Regions from separate parts of the Mus musculus genome. Here all the other regions are linked to region 2. Evidence: chromatin contacts called from public HiChIP or PLAC-seq data. All regions are on one chromosome and are shown on one strand. Each heading gives the region's core, a stretch centred on a gene start, on an enhancer-like site or on the middle of the called end of the contact. The rest is flanking DNA. Distances are from core to core; before and after follow the strand shown. Region 1 overlaps Ccdc3 (coiled-coil domain containing 3). Region 2 holds the start of Camk1d (calcium/calmodulin-dependent protein kinase ID). Region 3 has its middle 9.9 kb from the start of Gm39755.

Region 1 (3,794 bases), core at 734-3,233, 550 kb before region 2:
ACCTAGGGTAGCATCTTAGCTCTGTTTCTTATGAACTCTGCAAGCGCGTTTATGTCCTTCAGTGTCACCGAGCCTTAGCTTTGGCTATGGGCTACAAGAATGGTCCCCTTTCTGAGTTTTGAGATCTAGGTGAGATGTCCATGCAGCGTTCAGCACAGACATTGAGACACAGACGAGGAAGTGTCCCACGGGAGAAAGGGGGGGTCTCAGGTTTAGTGAGTCCCAAAGGGCCTGCCTTGTGACCCATGGGCATTTACCTGCCATTGCAGCGTGGGGTAGAGCTCATGGTGGCAGAGTCTGGACTTCTAAGTGGATGCCTCTTCAGAGCCCGAACCCCTGATGGTGGGAGGCATGGGGTGGGGCACTCAGAAGCCTGCCATGCTGTGCAGCGCCCTCTGCTGACGTGTGAGAGTCTTTGTCCAGGCCAGAGCATGAGGTGATGGCTGCTGTGGAGAGCGTTGGTATAGAGACAGTGTGGGCTAGTGGGTGACTCAGAGCCCTCACCCCATTTAATCATTTTATGATTGAGAGGAGGCAGTGGTTTGTAAAGACTAGGTTTGCGGGCTGGGGGTGGTCCTTACTTGGCAGAATGCTTGCCTAACATGACTGACGCTCTGGGTTTGATTCCCAGAACTGCATAAACTGATGGCCACGTGGGAGGTCCAGAAGTTCAAGGTCATCCTAGGCTATGTAGCAATTGGAGGCCAGCCTGGGCTATGTGAGGCATTGTCTTGGGGGAAGGAAAAAAAAGGAAAAATTAGATTTGGCACCAGGGAGTTGGTTTAGTCAGGAGCTTAGGAAAGTACTGACTGTGGAAGGAGGGGGAGACAGGAGGATCCCTGAACTTCACTGGCCAGCCAAATTAGACAAACCAGTGAGTTTCAGGTTGAGAGAGAGAGAGAGAGAGAGAGAGAGAGAGAGAGAGAGAGAGAGAGAGAGAGAGAGAGACTCTCTCTAATAAAGCAAAACTGAAGAACAACTAGGGATTAGATCAGACATTGATCCCTACTGTCTGCACACACCTGTGTACACTTGTAAGCACACCTATACACACACACATATACCAAACTAGAAAAAAATAGATTTTGTTTCTTATAGCACAGCAAGTGGGATAGAGATGCAGGAAACTCCCACATACCTGCTGCCTTCACATATGTGCAGCCTCCCTGACTGTCAACACCCCCAGCAGGGTGGGACATGGCTTTAAGGATCTGTCAGCCTACAGTTATAGATACTGTTATCACACGGGCCCCATGGCTTTCATTAGGGTCCATGTTTGGTGTTACATTTGTGTGTGGGCAAATACAGAATAGCTTGTATCTGCCATTAGTGTGTCTTTCAGAACAGTCCGTCTACTCCAAGCATCTTCTGTCTTCCACTGGTTCAGGATTCATCCCCTCTTCTCTGGTCTTCTTTTCAGCAAGGGTTGAATTATTTGTATACAGACAGCACTATGTACGGCCCATGTGTCTGTTTTTATCTGTTTGTGTGGTGATGCTATGGATGAAAGCAGCCCAGGGACCAGATGAAGAGAGCACACCCCACAAGATGTTGGCCCTTGTGACTGTGGAGTTTTGGTTTGATAAGTCTCCTCTTAGGGCAGAGTGTGTCTTAGAATTCTGGACCATCCCATTCCCCATATCAGCACCTCCTTTGCTAGCCCACTCCCTCCTCTGACTCCAGTGCTCTTTGTAAAAGATTTTATTATATTTAGTGTGTGTGTGTGTGTGTGTGTGTGTGTGTGTGTGTGTGTGTGTACATGCATGTGCACATGTGCAAGCCACAGCATGTATCTGGAAATTAGGACAATTTGTATGACTCAGTTTTTTTCTCCCACCGTGTGGGTTCTGAATCAAAGTCAGGTCCTTTACCTGCAGAGCCATCTTGCCAGGCCTGACCCCTGTGGCTTGTTTCCCATGTGCTCAGTAAATGCTCTGTGAATGTGTGAGTGAATACTGAATCCTGCCGAGCTGTTCTTATGGTTATCTGCCCACAGGCAGGCTTTGCCTGTGTCTGCTGCTACCCCCACCCACTCCCTGTCCGGCTGCTCCAAGGCCAGCACTGCAGAAGCCAGATTCCCTGAGGCTCGGAGGTCGCTTCCTGGCTTTATCTGGGCTGTTGTTCTGTGCTCCAGCTGCTAGCAGGACAAACTGACATTGTCCATGTAGCTGGTTCTGATACAAGGACTCACAGAAGTCAGAGGCAAAACACACAAATGTAACTAACTATGCTGGGGTTAGCCATTCCTGTTCTGAAGAGAGTGTGATGCACGGTGGAAGACACCTTTGGGGCCTGAGCTGTGACCTGGTTCTTAGCCTGGCTAGCTCCAACCCATTGAAGCTAGACCTCACTCCTATAGATTGGGAGTGGGCTAACTTGTTCTTGGTAACGTAGCTGAGAGGGATGGTAAAGCGGGATGCATTGAGCCCTTCTGGTAAGAACGACTAGTTAACTGCATACCGTATATGTTCCTGTGGCAAGCTTCTGTGGTAATATGTGAGAAGCGCTGGTAAGATGAGAAAAACGGCTGGCGGGACTTTGTCCACTTGATTTCTGGCTAGCAGACACTAGGCTAGTGAGAGTCAGTTCTGCAAGCTTTGCCCATCTGTGGGAGGGGGAGTTTGCAAGTTCTGAGACCGTAGGAAGATTGTCTTCTTGTTGATCCATTTTCCTCTCCTCTAGTTGGAAAATCAGCGGGCTGGACTGGGCTGGTGGATTTCTTTCCACTTTTGAAAATCCCCTTTCCTAGACTTCTGAATCGCATAAGGCTAATTTAATGTCTGCCAGGTAGAGGTAGGGCTGCCTAGCACTCCAGAATATACCTGCCCAGGCAGAGTCTGGGCTGGTGAGGGCAGGGGGGTGGGAACCTGGAGATGAAACTTGGGTTTGTTTTCATGGGAGACTAGGGTGTGGGCCTCCCCTTTCTTTTGGGGAGGGTGATGCATGGGGTGCCATGCATGGTAAGGGCACCTTCCTTAACTCTTCTGAGATGGAAAGAGGTTGAGAAAACCCCGGAGGGGAGGGTGTTTACTGGAAAGACTGGCCTTCGCTTGGATCAGGGGCTTGAGGAGAAGGGATGATCTAAGCCCATAACCCTAATTTAAACTTAGGAAAGGGACTGCCTAGAGGGACACACACACACACACACACACACACACACACACACACACACAGAGAGAGAGAGAGAGAGAGAGAGAGAGAGAGAGAGAGAGGGAGAGGGAGAGGGAGAGAGGGAGAGGGAGAGGGAGAGGGAGAGGGAGAGGGAGAGGGAGAGGGAGAGGGAGAGAGAGAGAGAGAGAGAGAGAGAGAGAGAGAGAGAGAGAGAGAGACAGACGAAAGAAGAGGCCACAGGGAGTTCTTGGCTGTAGTAAGAGTTTCCAAAGAGCCTCAACTTTTTCCAGCTTTGCAACTAAGTTAATAATATTCCTTGAGGTCACTTAAGACTGAACTTCTCAAGTTTAAATCTAACCCGCCTTTAAGAAAACAGTGTATCGAACTTACTGTGCAGGGGATTTCTCATGTGGTTAGCTTTTACAACCTACGTTAAGTGCATAGCTTAAATCAGAAGTTATGTACTCTTTCTTGCCCTTACCCAGAACAGTGTATGTGTGTGTTGTAGTATTTACTGAGAACTGTCGACAGGTCAGCAAAGATCCCATACATGGGGGATGCAGCATGTGGATGCAGGTTGATGGGATGTGGTTTTGTTTGCTGTTCTAGGTGCGCAAAGTAACTTCTTTCCTCATAAAACTCTTGAAGATTTCTGAAAGAACTCCTTACTTCTTTCCCATCCT
Region 2 (3,793 bases), core at 215-2,714:
TTCAGACTCTTTCCGCGGCGCTGAATTCTTTCACAGCCCCTGTACCTATCTGAGGCGCTTCAAAACAAAACAAAGCCAACTCATGCGCAGGAAGGGAACTGCAGCTGTACTGAGTGGCACATGTTCAGAGCTCTGATGACACACACTTTTGATTATTTCTGCTTTCTGGAGATGTAACCATCAAGCATGAGCCCCGGAGAGAACCGCCCCTAAAGACTCACTGATCCTCCTCCCACCCGGACATGAACCCCAGCGCCGGGCATCTGACCCTATGGTGAGATGTACACACAGATGAAGCTCTGACCACATGTCACTCTGAATACTGCGAAATTCTTCCCTCCCATCATCCTGAGGCCAGCCAAAGTCTTGTCTACACCTAGTACGTGCATATGTCAATTCCATAGGAATATATGATGTAAGGGTAGGACCAAAAGCTGAATTTCCTCGTGACCACTTTCGTCGGCCCAGTGCGCCCATACACACGATGAGTAAGTGCACACAGCCAGCGATCAGCGAGATCCACCATGCTCAGCCCACAGTCACGCGTGGGGAGAAAATCAGTGGAGGGCGGTGGTGGCAAGGGAAAAGGAAAGTCGCCCGCCCGCGTGGGCTGTTCTCTGCGCGCCCTGCGCTCCCCTCCCCCGCCCAGGAGAGGTGTCAACCGTGGGCGCAGACCCACGCGGTGGACTCGCGGAGGGTCTCCATAAGAGCGGACTATGGGACAATGAGGACGCATCGACCAGCCAGTTTCTGCCGCGGTGGCGGTGGCGACGGTAGCAGCAGGAGCAGCCGACGCTGCTGCCGCCACCGATGCTACTTCCACCCGCTGGTCCCCAGCACCCACTTACGTTCCGAGGGTCTCCTTGAACTCGAAGATCTTCTTAATGTCTTCTGCTTGCTTTTTCCAGGAGGAGCTGCTCTCGCCGTTCTCCCGGGCCATGGCAGACTAATGCTGTAGGGCGGCCGAGGGTTGCGCTGGGGAAGGGGCGCCGGAGGCGCGGCGCGGGCTCCGGGGGATGCCCGGCGCCGGGATGCGGAGCGGGAGGATGCGGAGCGCAGGGAGGCTCGGGCTGCCGCAGAGCTTCCTCTTCGGCAGTTTCCTCTTTCGCCTTGGCTGCTGCCGCCGCGGTCCCTCCCTGGCTCTAATTTCTACTGCTCTCCGGCAAAGACTTCCTGCCTCTGCCGCCGCCTGCCAGCCTCACTTTCTGCTACTTTCTTGCCTGGCTCCTGCTCCCTCCCCGCCGCCCGCCCCACTCCCCCAGCCCGCCTCCTCCCGCGGGCTCCCCGCCCTCCCAGTGCACCCGGCAGCCTCCCCGCCTCCCGCGAGGCGGCCTTCGGGGATGTCCCGCTCCCCCTCCCCTCCCCAGGAGCTCCGTGCTTGGGCGCCGGGATGCAGCACTTGACCACGGAGCCACGCACGCTCCCAGGCCGTCCGCGCACCCTGGGTCCCCGGGCGAGGGCGGGTGGGAGAACCCAGCAGGTGCAGGGCGCCGGAACGCGCGGGGGAGCCCTAGCCTTTAGGGAGCTTTATTATGAAGTCAATGCTGGGGGCGCCCGGGCTTTCCCTCTTCGAGCAGGAGGGGGCGCCTCTGCTTGGCGCTCGGAAGCTCTCGGCAAGGTGGGGTTGCGCGGCTCACGGTTGCGGGGCGCCCAGGGCGGGGCGCCTTCGCATACCCAAGAGCCGGTGACCCAAGCCTGCTGTGCAGGAGGGCGGGTGGGGGCTTGTTGTCAAGGCAATGGGCGGCGGCCTGGATGGAGCCATCGGCAGGCGGGCGTTGACTCCTGGCCGCAGCTTTGCCCCAGCAGGCGCTCCCGGAGCTCGGCAGTCACCTCCGGACTCCGCTGCTGGAGCTAATTCGCATTGCACCAAAATCTGCTTCACGTCAGTTTTGGAGCAGCTAAAGGAAACCTCGGGATGTATCGGACAGGCACGCCCAAGACGAGCCAATCACCGCCTGGTGGTCCCTTCCGGAGTAAAACTCCAGGGGTTATTTGGCGGCCAAGTGATGGGTGGATGCGGGACATGGTGGCTGGCCTGGCCCAGAACTGGAGTGACTGGACTGACTAGTGTTTGAACCCTTCTGATTTCCTCTTTCTCACTTTACTCCTGATGCTCTGAGGCCGTGGCCAAATTACACCGATTCAATGGAAAGACGCCTCTCTCTAGCGCCTTCCCCCATCAGCATACCCCGCAAGTGGCTTACTTAGAAGGTTAAGGTAGAAGCAGAGATACATTTTCCTCAGGCCTCTGGTCTCCAGAGTGAACTTTGACCTGCCCACTCTCACCTGGTATTCACCTGTTAGAGGACAGTAGGCAGCGTTTCCAGTTGGTCCTTTGGTTCAACTGGCAGGGACTACTACCTCATGATAGGAAATGTTAAGTTTTCTTTGTAGCAAGACTTCCTCTCCCTTAGAGCTGTTCGGCTGAATTGAGTAAACAGCCCTGTCTCTTAACTGGGGACACCTGTCCCATTTTCCCAGGACTGTTCCAATTTGAGAGGGGGGAGGAGGAGGAGGTGTGAATCTGCTTTCAGAAAAAGAAATCCCCCCCCCCCAACACCTCCCCATTGGTTCAGACTGGCCAGAGGCTCTGCCTTGGAGCCCTTTGTGGACTCCCAAGGAGGTTAGAAGAAAAATCTACCTATCCCTAGATTCTCAGTGCTGTTTTCCACGTTTCTTTGGCCCTTAGTCCTAAGCTCTTGAAGCTGAGAACAGCAGAGAAGAGGGTTATAACCATTGGTTGTTTAGGAGTGTGACAACCGAGTCATATGATCATCATGTTAAGTGTATTTACACAGACCTGGATGCTGCACACACCCAGCCTGTGGGATACACACGCTCACGGGCTTGGAGGTTGGGGAGAAACAGCCTATTGCTCCTAGAGCCATAATGAACAAAACATGAAATTAAATCAAGCACAAGACAAAATGATGCAATCGAGAGGCACGGTAAATACAAGATACAAGAGGGTACTGCCGGCATAATATAGCAAACTGACTTACAGTCAAGTTTTCTTTCACAAGCAGAAGAAACATAATCTAAAAAAAAAAAAAAAAGTCCAACCCACTAAATAGATAATTCAGTAAGAGTCATTTACTATCAAGCATTGTCTACCTAAGGAATGATATCTACAGTATTTCTAGGCAAAGCACACCATCGTAGGTCTGTTTACATCACCAATACCACAGACCCATGAGTAATGGGTCACACTGATGTTATGACTGGCTAAGAGGTCACTGGGCCATAGGAATTTTGCAGCTCCATTATAATCTTATGGGATTAACGTCAGAATGTCATTATGCCCACATGACTGTGCTTGCTTTTACAAACCCAGAAGAAATCGTACAAACAATATCTGAGGGGTGGGGGTGGGGGTGGGGGAGAACTAAGGAACCTCTCTCCAAGATGGAGACATGCCCAAAGTCCAAAGCATACAGCACCCCTCCAGTAAGAGCTGTATACACTGTATCTTATTGCATAAAGCATGGGTCAACAGAACCCAGCGACACTGTCCTGTGCCCCTTCTGTATCGTTTCCTTTCTCCTTCTCCATCTCCCTCTCTTTCCGTTTGATCAAAGACAGGCAATTCCAATCTCATAAGAAAAGCAGAGATAAGGACCTGGGAGATGGTTCAGTAGGTAAAGTGCTTGTCTTGCACATGTGAGGACCTAAGTTTGATCCCCCCGAATCCAGGTGGTTTGGAGTATATTTTTTGTTTCTGTTTTTAGCAATAATAATAATAAGATAATAATAATAAACCAGCTGCGGTGACAAACACTTGTAATCCCAAGGC
Region 3 (4,003 bases), core at 321-2,820, 600 kb before region 2:
CTTAGCAAGGCCTAGGAAATTAGGGGGGTTGTGATATTGCATTATTCCTGAGGTCTGCCAAGAGCAGAACCCCCTGGTGCTAGCCTTCACAAGGTTCAAAGGTATAACACTAGAGTGTGAAATCCTTGCCTGTCACTAAGCTGATCCTAGGCAGGACTGCTTTATCTTTACTGTAAACATATATCTGGTTCCTGTAATTCCTTTTGAAGTCATTCCTTTGTTTTGTACCTGGTAACTTCAATGTACCTTGCCTGATGTGACTTCCAACCCCTTGTATTCTCTGTACTATAAAAAGTTTGATGCTTGACCTGACAAATACACACAACCTCCCCTGTATGCATCTGTCTGTCTCATCCACGCTTTGCCCACCTGCGACTAGAGACCCGTTCCACGCAGACACAGGGACCCAGAGGGTCTGGGGCAGTCCCTAGCTGCTGACCTAATGCAGCAGTACAGACCATGGACATCAGCCTGGCCCTCTGCTACTGCACACACCATGGACACCATCACAGCCCTCAGCAGCAGTACAGACCAAGGATACCAACATGGCCTCAGGTGGCAGTGAAGGCCGCTCACACCTCAGGTGGCAGTGAAGGCCGCTCACACCGACATGGGTTCAGACTACAGCACAGACCATGGCACCCACATGGCCTTCAGTGGTAATGTGGGCCATCGACATCAACGCAGCGTGGATGCAGACATGGAATTTCATTTTTAATTACTCCAGGGACTTCTTTATGTTTGGATTTGTCCTGTTTAGCTTTTTGTCATCTTGATACAACCTAGAATCATCAGGGAAGAGGGAACCCCAACTGAGACAATGTCTTTATCAATGCCTATGGACAAGTCTGTGGGGCATTTTCTTGTCTAATGATGGATGTGGAGAGGCCCAGACCAGCCCTAGGCAGGTGGTCATGAGTATATAAGAAAGTAGGATGAACAAGCGATGGGGAGCAAGCCAGTAAGCAGCATCCCTCCATAGCCTCTGCTTTAGTTCTTGCCTCCAGCTTCCTGCCTTGAATTCTTGCCAGGACTTACCTTCTTGTCAAGCTGTAAGTTATAAGACGAAACAAACCCCTTCCTCCATAGGTTCTGGTCATGGTGTCTATCACAGCACTAGAAAACAAATTAGACACAGGTCATCTGGATTGAGATAGAAAAGCTGGATTTCCAAAAAGTAGTCCAGAAGTGATGGGACATACCTGTTACTCCCTGCATTTTAGATAGGAGGGACTAGGGAGGAAGATCATGAGACCAGCCTGGGTCACATAGGAGACCTCGTAACAGGAATGAAGGGAAAGGAAGGAAGAGAAGAAGGGGAGAGATCTAGAGGGCAAAGTAGTTAAAGTCACGACGTTGACGAGGTGTGCGCAGTGTGTCAGCACAGGCGTAGATAGGTGCCACTGGGCTCCTTGGTGTAGATAGAGACCCCTGCCAGCTACAGTCCCTTCCTCTAAAAGTCAGGCAGTGCCAGCAAGACAGCCTGCCAAGTGCTCCGAGCTGCCTGTAACACGGTCCTGCATAAACACCATCCTCATTACTGCTTCTAATCTGCAGATCCTGAGCTCTCTGTCTGTAAACACAAAGGAAGGAATGGGCTGAAGAGACAGGAGCCAGGGGCTGGGAGCACCCCAGGCTGTTTCTTGCCATGCCTTTCCTAGGAGAATGTCTAAGCCTCCGAGGCTAAGCCTCGACAAGTCTGATGTGTCCGTGACTGGAGCTTCCTCTTCTGGAACCGTAAATGCTATTTTGATTTCTTCCCCCCTTAAACAAACAGCTTTTGTTCTTTCCCAGCAGAGCCCTGTGACAGCCCTGGTCTTCTCCTCTTTGCTCAGCTTACTATCTGGGCTTTCCAGATCTTCTTGGAACGATGCCTAAAACTCCCCTGCTGAGAAGCTTTCTTTGGGCTGAAACCTTACTTCGTCCTTCCACGGAGGGTCCCAAGGAAGACCAGGGCAGTGGGCCTGCGTGGGCCGTTTACTCTCTGGCTTCACAGTTGAGTCTGTCACAGGACAGTGATCTGAATATCTCAGTTGGTGAGGGTGACAGCTTAAGGAAGGGCTTTGTCACAATATGCAGTGTGACTGTGTTCTTCTTCTTTTTTTCTTTCTTTCAAACTTGATACAAACTGGAGTCATTGGGAAGAGGGAGCCTCAGTTGAGAAACTGACGCCATCAGACTGACCTGTGGGCATGTGCATGGACATGATCTTGATTAAGGATTCATGTGAGAAGGCCCAGACTACTATGGGCATTACTGTCCCTCGGCAGGTGCTCCTGGGCTGTGTAAGAAAGCAACTGAGCAAGCCACTAAGCCGTTTTGCTACCCAATCTCTGCTTCAGTTCCTGCCTGCTCCTCCTGCCCCCATTCCTGCCTTGGCTGTAATTTGTATGTCAAAAAACCTTTCCTTCCAAGGTTGCTCATGGTGTTTACCACAGCAGTAGAAAACAAACTAGATTATAATTATGTGACTACTATACATTGAAAAAAAATGAAGGTTGTCCATATTCACTACCAAAACAAATAAATAAATAGCCAAACAACACACACACACACACACACACACACACACACACACACACAGAGAGAGAGAAAGAGAGAGAGAGAGAGAGAGATTTACAATATTTCTTACTGCCAAAGCAATTATTTTTTTAACCATCCCTCCTTTCCTATTATTCTGGTGGTGACCGTCCAGTCTTTGAACTGCTCTTCCCTGCTTCTTATTTTAGAAGGTCATGGTTTACCTGGATTCAGGTTCTTTTCCTCTTCACCCCTAGGCATGGTCTCCCTGTGTAATCCATTCTGGCCTCAAATTTATGATCCCTTTGCCCCAGCTTCCTAAGTGCTGGAATTACAGGCATGAACCACCATGCCTGGCTCACTCTCTGTCTCTCTGCCTCTCATTATTTACTTACATTTCTTTATTTAGTAGGCTCTATTGTACAAAACAGTACAATATAACATGCTTAGTTCATGCATATAAAGATGCATCCTTCATAATCGCCATCGACACACTTACCCCCCACTACCTCCTGCTGATTTTTTTCTACCTTCATGTCTGTTACTTTTATTTTTGGGTTCTATATATTTCAAAATCATGTGATGCATGTCTTCCCAAGTCTGACCAGTTTTGCTCACCATGATGATCTTCAATCTCATCCACCTTCCTGAGAACAAGCAACGCGCTTCTTTTTCCTTCTTAAAGGCGAACAGGTTGTTTTTCTGCAGCATGCTTCCAAGTGGGGCCACCCCCACGACACTTTAGGTCATGGACTCATGAATAATATAAACGGCGCCCTACATAAAACCTACAGCTTCTTGACACTATAATAATAATAATAATAATAATAATAACATGAGGTGATATGGTGTTTTCGCTAACATAAATCAACCAAGCAGAACAAACACGCTTGGTTCAGTGGGGCATGTATAAGCATGATATGATTGCTGACTTTAATTGGCTAATAGATTTAGCTAAAAAGCCCAGGTGGGGCCATGAAAAGCCTTGAAAGGGTCACAAAGGGTGGGCGATATGGTAGAGCATTTCTGAAGGGTGTTAGCATTTTGTCATAGAATTCAGAATCAAGTCGAGACTTAGTTTTCTATTTGGGTTTGCATATCTGATACCTATTATATAACTGCTAAGCTATAAGACCTGTCATCATAGTCACACCAAAAAGCAGAGTTCTTTTGTGTTGCTTTCAGAGAGTTAGTAGAAAAAGCAATGTAAGATACGTGAGAGCAAAGACAGCAGAAAATTGCTGCGAGGCCCTGAAGAGGTCACTTCTGCCCAAAGCCTCAGTCTGGAAGACTGCCACCTAACAACAGCACCCTCTAGTCAGGTACCCTGAAATGACAGCACTGTTTTTGTATGTGTATGTGTGCATCTGTGTGTGCATTTGTGTGTGTGCTGTATGAATGTGTGTGTGCTGTATGCATGTGTGTGTTATATGAATGTATGTGTTGTATGCATGTATGCTTATGTGCTATATGCATGCATGTG

What was found. HiChIP or PLAC-seq counts read pairs in DNA pulled down with a chosen protein or histone mark.
Region 1: a contact with region 2 is called in an H3K4me3 HiChIP or PLAC-seq map of embryonic stem cells, with 8 times the contacts expected there. The contact joins the enhancer-like site here to the promoter of Camk1d in region 2. A contact is called at or near these places in 6 of 39 promoter capture datasets (the 3T3-L1 cell line, embryonic stem cells, liver and 2 more), 1 of 484 Hi-C or Micro-C datasets (the N1E-115 cell line), 8 of 115 datasets of contacts at active chromatin or transcription factors (embryonic forebrain, embryonic hindbrain, embryonic stem cells and 2 more) and 1 of 9 other capture datasets (embryonic stem cells).
Region 3: a contact with region 2 is called in an H3K4me3 HiChIP or PLAC-seq map of forebrain, with 7 times the contacts expected there. The contact joins the enhancer-like site here to the promoter of Camk1d in region 2. A contact is called at or near these places in 7 of 39 promoter capture datasets (the 3T3-L1 cell line, embryonic stem cells, liver and 2 more), 1 of 484 Hi-C or Micro-C datasets (bone marrow-derived macrophages) and 11 of 115 datasets of contacts at active chromatin or transcription factors (embryonic forebrain, embryonic hindbrain, embryonic limb bud and 5 more).

What each region holds. Positions count from the first base shown.
Region 1 is chr2:5,160,933-5,164,726 of GRCm38.p6, forward strand. All of the region lies in intron 2 of Ccdc3 (coiled-coil domain containing 3), which reads left to right. Among named protein-coding and RNA genes, the nearest start is that of Ccdc3, 25 kb to the left of the region's middle. Within about 2 kb of position 1,984, at least 16 of the 459 cell types and tissues checked have an H3K27ac peak or open chromatin away from gene starts, as enhancers often do. A contact at or near this core is called in embryonic stem cells and trophoblast stem cells, where this site is marked.
Region 2 is chr2:5,713,298-5,717,090 of GRCm38.p6, forward strand. Camk1d (calcium/calmodulin-dependent protein kinase ID) reads right to left here and starts at 1,465. Exons shown (of 11, transcript NM_177343.4): 1 at 849-1,465. The coding sequence starts at 940.
Region 3 is chr2:5,111,366-5,115,368 of GRCm38.p6, forward strand. No RefSeq gene overlaps it. Among named protein-coding and RNA genes, the nearest start is that of Gm39755, 9.9 kb to the left of the region's middle. Within about 2 kb of position 1,571, at least 47 of the 459 cell types and tissues checked have an H3K27ac peak or open chromatin away from gene starts, as enhancers often do. A contact at or near this core is called in embryonic forebrain, forebrain and neural stem cells, where this site is marked.